Regions from separate parts of the Mus musculus genome. Here region 2 is linked to region 1. The links are chromatin contacts, called in public HiChIP or PLAC-seq maps. All regions are on one chromosome and are shown on one strand. The core of a region is the stretch at or near the end of the contact, and the rest is flanking DNA. Distances in the headings are between cores, read along the strand shown.

What was found. HiChIP or PLAC-seq counts read pairs in DNA pulled down with a chosen protein or histone mark.
Region 2: a contact with region 1 is called in an H3K27ac HiChIP or PLAC-seq map of bone marrow-derived dendritic cells, with 2.1 times the contacts expected there. The contact joins two enhancer-like sites. A contact is called at or near these places in 4 of 484 Hi-C or Micro-C datasets (the AML12 cell line, bone marrow-derived dendritic cells, macrophages and 1 more) and 2 of 115 datasets of contacts at active chromatin or transcription factors (bone marrow-derived dendritic cells and kidney).

What each region holds. Positions count from the first base shown.
Region 1 is chr2:103,143,624-103,147,120 of GRCm38.p6, reverse strand. No RefSeq gene overlaps it. Among named protein-coding and RNA genes, the nearest start is that of Gm13869, 65 kb to the left of the region's middle. Within about 2 kb of position 1,865, at least 84 of the 459 cell types and tissues checked have an H3K27ac peak or open chromatin away from gene starts, as enhancers often do. A contact at or near this core is called in bone marrow-derived dendritic cells, where this site is marked.
Region 2 is chr2:103,237,480-103,241,033 of GRCm38.p6, reverse strand. No RefSeq gene overlaps it. Among named protein-coding and RNA genes, the nearest start is that of Gm13869, 29 kb to the right of the region's middle. Within about 2 kb of position 1,778, at least 22 of the 459 cell types and tissues checked have an H3K27ac peak or open chromatin away from gene starts, as enhancers often do. A contact at or near this core is called in bone marrow-derived dendritic cells, where this site is marked.

The sequences.
Region 1 (3,497 bases), core at 616-3,115:
ATGCATAAAAGGTTCACAACACCTCCAAATAGTGTGACCCTAGCAACCGAGCCTTTAATGTATGTACCTTATTAAGGGGGTTACCACTTAGATTTAAACCGTAGAAAGTAGAAACTCAATGTGTCGGTTATGGTTTGGATATGAAATGCCCACAAAGGGTGGCATGTGGAAAGCTCACTCCAAGAAGGTAGATCCAACCATTGAGAGGATTGCATGATTGGCTCACAAAGACTCTGATTTAGATCCACCTTGCATGGACTACTGGGAGATTGTGGAGACTGAGGAAGGGGTGCCAGATCAGAGGAAGTGGGTCACTGGGGATATGTCCCTGGTTGCCACCACTGCTGACTCTCCTCTTCTTCCCCTCTGCCTTCTGACCTTCTTTCTCTTTCTCCTCCTTCCTTTTCCTTCTCTTCCTTCCTCTTTCTCTGTTTGTCCCTCTCTCTCCTTTCCCCTTCTTCCCTCTGCCCCCCCCCCTTTTCTGGGATTCTGAGATCACTTAACAAAGCAAAGCAAAACAAAAACCATACCTTGGGTCTAAATCAAAGCCTGTGATTGTTAATCTTTATTGATAATCAGGCTGGATTTAGAATCATCCTGGATACCCCTCTGGGTGCATCTTTGAGAGTATTTCAAGAAAAAGTTTAACTAAGGAGGAAAGTCCCACTAAGAATTTGCATGGCATCAACCCACGGTGGGTACTAGACGGAATAAGAAGAAAGCCAGCCAAGCAGCCTGTATCCCCCTTTGCTTGTTTACAGATGCAATGTGACCACCTGTTTCCGGATCCTGCAGACTTGACTTCCCTATCATGACAAACTGTACTATTAAACTGTAAGCTGAAAGAAATCTACTTCCTCACATTGCCTTTGGTCAAGTATTTTGTCCCGGCAGTAAGAAGAGCGACCAACACCAAGTCCTGGGTCTTTATCTTCCGCATAGCAAGGAGTGGGCTGTGTTGCGTAGGTGGCAGATTCTGCTCAGATTTGAAACCTTGAAACTTGTAGACTGTAATTCTCTCAGCTTTGGTGTGGAGCTTGGAGGAGTATACCCACTATAGTTTGGAAACTTAGAAATCAATGTGCTGATATAGGTAATGCCTATGGTGACTGCGCCACTGGGCTCAGGCTGCATATGGTTTGTGGAATTATGTGTTTTCAGTTCCTGTTGCTGAGACTACTATAGCTGACAGAGGTATAGTCAAATCAATCACTAGTGAGCAAAGGGCCCCTGAAATCAGGAAAATTAGCTACAAGCAGGACACAGACCTGCCATTAAATCTCCCTGTGACACTAGGCAGGTCACCAGATCCAAAAAACACAGGATCTGACCATAAAGAGTTAAATGAAATGGACTCGACTCGAGACCTCAGTGGCTACTTCTTCCTTTTTGCGGGGGAGGGGGGCTCAAATTGGTGTTTGGGAGGGGAATACAAGGTCTACCCTACTCTGTTTCTCAGGGCTTCTCTGCCAAACTTGAAATCTTGCCCCTTGCCCTATCATCCCAGGATGCTGGGTGGGGAGGACACTGGGGAACCTGAGTAGAGGGTGTCTGCTGAATGCAAGTACTGTGGCAGTTACTGCCCTTAGCCCTTTCTCTCTGCAGGTGAGGATGCTGAGGCTCAAGGGTAGGAAAGGGTCTATCTATCATTACATCGAGGGCCACTGAGCTGAGCTGGGACCCATTTTCTTATGCTCTATTTGCTACACCCAGCTTCTTCTCTATCCAAGTAAGATGTGAGGGGCACAAGTAAGGGACGGTGCCTGGACTTGGAACGGGAGAAGTCTTGTTTAGCACTGAAGCACCAAGCACAGACCCTTGTCACTTCAGCTTGCAAAGAGGTCAGTATCCAAGAAACAGGAAACCACACTGCAGTCAAGGATGACTGTGCGATTTTGGAGAATCTGCTTAACCATTGCTTCTCCTCTCTTCATCCCCAGATAGTCTTAAGGATTTTCTGTCCTCAAGCTATTTGTGCAAAGGGGACAAAACTGTTTCTGTTCAGCCACAGTGGGACTGCCTGGCTATCTCCTCCTGGTGGATTCCTTCTGATTCTTTCAGCTCCATTCAAAGAGGTGTGTGCCACCCTTGGGTTATTTCTTTCCCAGGAAGTGAGCAAAACCCTGCTCAGGAGAACTCCAAAGTAGACAGGTATGGTATGTACCTGTGTCCCTAGTGCTTGGGAGACTGGGGTAGAAGGTTTGCAATTTGGAGGTTGCCATGGACTGTAGACAGAATTCCAGACCAGATTGGGCTATACAGTGAGTCTTGAAAGAAAGAAAAGGATAGAAACTCACACCTACGAATTCAAAGCCCAAATGACTATTGGAGCAATCCAGAAAGCAAGCACCTGCTGCCCTAGTCAATGGGCCCATTATGCATGGCTAACTCCACAGGAGAACACTGTGTCTCTGAGGGCCTGGCCATAACTGGTCCTACCTGTTTCAAGTCAGTACATTCTGTTTGCTGGAGGGATGAAGGCAGAGCAGCACGCACTACCACCTCATCATCGTAAATGCCATTTCGGGTTAATGATTACCGCGCACAGTACTACTGTAGTCCAACTGCACACACAGCATGCCCTTCCCATGGAGTCTGGCAGGCAGTGCATAAAGGGTACCATTGTGTGTGTTTGGGGAGAAAGGGAGAGGAGCCTGCAGGTGCCAAGTGTGGTCTCACAGCTCATGGGCTCAGGAGCGGGGAGGTGGGGACACTGTGCACATATTTTCTTGTTTTATAAGATAATCTATTTACATTCACTATTGACACTGGGGTACTGTTACTGGAGCTGGGATTCCTGTTGCTCAGTAAAATATCCTATCAGCCTAACCTGACATTACAGAACATCAGTGAGATCCCACAACTGCTGTTCCTGCCTCTGGCTAGAACTGGTTCTTTCGTACTGAGGGCCATTCTCTTCTTGCTAGGGCATCGTGCAGGCCTGCCTGCAGATTTACCAGTGGGGGTGTCTCTAACCGCCTGGATGGCTGAAGTTAATGGCTCTCAGGCCCCAACCAGCCCCTTCTGCCTGCCAGAGACAAAGCAGGAATGTTCCCCTCCCAAGGTCTCAGTTTACGGGCCTTTAACATTGATAATTAAGCAAGGTTTGCCACCTGCACACCTCTTCCCAAGACAGTCCCGACAATGCCTTTAATCAGCCCAGTCGCGGCGCCACCTGTTTCTATTGCCGCCTCCGTTCAGAGGGGATTGCTCAGGGCTAGATGGCTATGACCTTGGCTGTGGCTGTGGGTCAGTGAAACCAGTGGAATGATTTCCTAAGTCCACAGAGACCCTCTTCTCTTGGGACAAATGAAAAAATTTCCAATGCCTGAAATGCCATTTTTGTGTATAGCATTACCCTTGCTTTCCTGGTGGTTGTCACATGGGATCCAGGTAACTCTGGGACAGTGCTAGTAGAAGTCTCTAGAATTGACTTGTGAGTGGGTTTGTGTGATTAGAAGAGGTATCACGGCATTCCTGCATGTTGGAGGTGAGAG
Region 2 (3,554 bases), core at 529-3,028, 94 kb before region 1:
CAGATCTTTGTTCCTTGAGTTAGTACCCTCCCAGATGGACTGTAGGACATCAGTCTTGAGAAAAAGGAACAGAGATCTTGGTCTCTCTACATTCTGTTTTACTATACCCTGTGCAGACTTAACAAAATCATCTACCTACCAGTCTACATGCAAACCATGTGGCTAACTCAGTACAGGTGAGGATCCATTGACACTTGCAGCATCTTCTTCTAAACAAAAGAGTGAACACACCGAGGACAAGAGTCTGCTTACTGGCAGAGCTAACCTGCTCTGCAGTTTCTGGAGCACGCTTCCTTTGGTTCCTAAAGTATTCTTTCTATTTTGCTTAGAGTTGCTTTTCTTTTTCACACTCACTCCCATATCCATACCCATGCTTATGAACCATATGTGTTTATTCTTGTGACTCACATTTCAGTCCTTTAAAAAAGTAACCCATTGTCTTGTACTCGTTTATTTACTTATTTTTGATGCAGGGTCTTACTATATAGGCCCAAACAACCTGGAATTTGCAATCCTCCTGCATGTGCTAGATTAGAGTCATGTACCACCATGTCCAGCATAGAACTAGATTTTTCACTAATATGTCATTTGAATATATACTTCTCTCCATGTGCTTTATTTCAATTATATGCAAATTGTGTTTGATTGCGTATCTCAATCTATTTACTTTTCTCAGAGACATCTGTGAGAGTGCCCTCAGACTGCTATTTGCAGCAAGTCCACTGCTGCCCATTACCACATAGTCCCCCAAGGCTGGTGCTCCCATCAGCTGCCTTTCTCCTCTTCAGTAGACATGCTGGTTGTAGTCAATGTTCTGTGAATAGAGTGAACACTGTGTAGACACTCTCTTCTTGGGTTTGTAAAGAATTGAGTTGGGGAATATGGCCAGGTGTGTGGAACCACAGGATGTTGCCTCCTCCTCAAAATGCAAAAGGGGTCTCATGACTCCTTATCCTCACCTACACCCTTCTTTCGCTCCCCTCCCCTCCTTTTCCTTCCTTCTCTCCCCTCCCCTTTGATTTTCTTCCCTTCATCTGCCCTCCCTCCCTCCCTCCCTCCCTCCCTCCCTCCCTCCCTCCCTCCCTCCTTTCCTTCTTTTCTTCCTTCCTTCCTTCCTTCCTTCCTTCCTTCCTTCCTTCCTTCCTTCCATCCCTCCCTCTCTGTCACAGGGTACAACTAAGAAGTCACAATGGTATTTTTCTTCATTTACGGTTCACACATAACTTAGTCTTAAACCCACCCTTGTTTGTATAGTTAGATAGGGAGCTAATTTTCTTCATCTTAGACTTTCCTAGTTTCCCACTGACCTTTGTTGACCAAGTGTTGCCCCCAGCGGATTGGTGGTCAGTTTACTTATTGTCATCTGCTGATCTTCTCCTGTCTACTCTGTTCTGTTGGCTACTTTGTTTCTAATCCAATATCAAAATTTTTATTATTGGTTTTTAATGTGCCCTAAAGTCAATGTCTTGGTCATCTGTGAGTCAATATAAATTTCCAATAATCACGTTACTTAAAAATATCCAGGTGGAATTTTAATTGGATAACATTAAATGTGTACCTGAAACCCAAGGAAAATTCTGGCTGTTGGTGACCTTGTGATCCCTGGTCTTGGGCCAGGTTTGGCACTTGGGGTTGGCAATGCCAGAACATCTGGTGAAGCCAGCACTTCAAGGCACTCCTCGGCTCCTGGAAATCAGCGCCCTGGGGATGACTCATGGTATCATGAAAAGCTGCTGATCTCATGAGTTTCAGAAACCATTGCACTGTTGGGCAGGGACTCTCAGCTGGATGCCATGCTGACGGCTGCCCGGAGGAACACCTCTCACTTCTTCTAAGGTGGTGACATAGCCAGAAACTGGTTCCCATCTAAACCCTGGAAAGTACCATGGGTGAGGCCATGTCCACACATGTCAGGACCTTTCTGAGATTGTTATCTTCATAGTCCCCAAAACCACTTTCCACCAAGCCTAGCTCACTTGAATGGAGAAAATAAATTCAATTTTGTTGACTTCCATCCCTTGTTATTACTAAAGGAATGCGTGCTAACCACACCCCACAGGAAGAAAAGGCTTAATTGTTCTGCTTTCAGAAAACATAAAAATGAGTTGGCCTTTCTGAACAACAAAGGAGAATTAAAGGAAAAGAAATCTGGAGGCAGAGAAAAAACAAACAAAACAAAAAATAAAGCTAAAGCCAACCCATGAGCCAAGAGAGGACCAGTGCTCAAATCTTGGCCTTTTCTCTTCTAGATTCTTTTTTTAATTAATTATTTTATTTATTTACACCCCATCCTGGTCCCTACCCCCTCCTAGAGTTCTTCACCCCATCCCTCCCTCCCCTTCACCTCTGAGGGAGTGCCCATCACCCCAGCATCCCTCTTCCCTGGGGCATCAAGTCTCTACAGGATTAGGCACATCCTCTCCCACTGGGGCCAGATGAGGCAGTCAGTCCTCTGCTACATATGTGTCAGGGGCCTCGTCTGATTATGTAATTTGTAAGTGTCTACACGAAGGACTTGGTATAACTTTTATTTTGTAGAAGATCTCTTTTGCTTTGCAGAAGGTTATTAATTGCAGCATTTAAAATTAATCAATATTTTCCTTATGAATTCTTTCTCTCACATGGTGTTTCAGAAAAAGACATTTCAGTGCTGAGCTCATACGGGTATTCAGTCCTGTTTTACAATTTTTAAAAAATAATTTTTGCCTTTTTAATTTTGCTTTTAAGTTTATCCAGAATTTTCTGTGTGCAAGGAGAGGTAAAGAATTACTGTAGGAACTCTGACAGCTACCCAGAGCTTTTATCAATAGTTCTTCATATTTTTAATTACATACTAAGAAACAAAATGTTAGTTTTGTCTCAGTGCAGACCTGCCTATCACTAACTTAGTATTTCTTCCTTTTTGCTTTCAACATATTTTCTCTGTATATTTAGTGTTTTAACTGTAATATACAACTTTCGTTTCTTCCCAAACCTGGCTCCACCTTTCTCTTTAAAATGTCTGTTACTAGAAACACAATACCAGTTTCTTAGGCTCTCTGTCTTTTATTATTATTATTATTTTTATTAGATATTTTCTTTATTTACATTTCAAACGCTATCCCCTTTCCTAATTTCCCCTCTGAAAACCCCCTATCCCCTCTCCCCTCCCCCCTTCCCCTGCTCACCAACCCACCCACTCCCTCTTCCTGTCCCTGGCATTCCTCTATACTGGGGTACAGAACCTTCATAGGACCAACGACATCTCTTCCCATTGATGACCAACCAGGCCATCCTCTGCTATATATGTAGCTGGAGCCATGAGTCCCACCATGTGTACTCTTTGGTTGGTGGTTTAGTCTCAGGGAGCTCTGGAGATACTTGTTAGTTCATATTGTTGTTCCTCATCTGCTGTCACCTGAGTTTTTGATCTTAGCCATTCTGACTGGTGTGAGGTGGAATCTCAGAGTTGTTTTGATTTGCATTTCTCTAATGACTAAGGATGTTGAACATTTTTTTTTTTTTTTAGGTGCTTCTCAGCCATTTGGTATTTCTCAGTTGAGAAATCTTTTTTT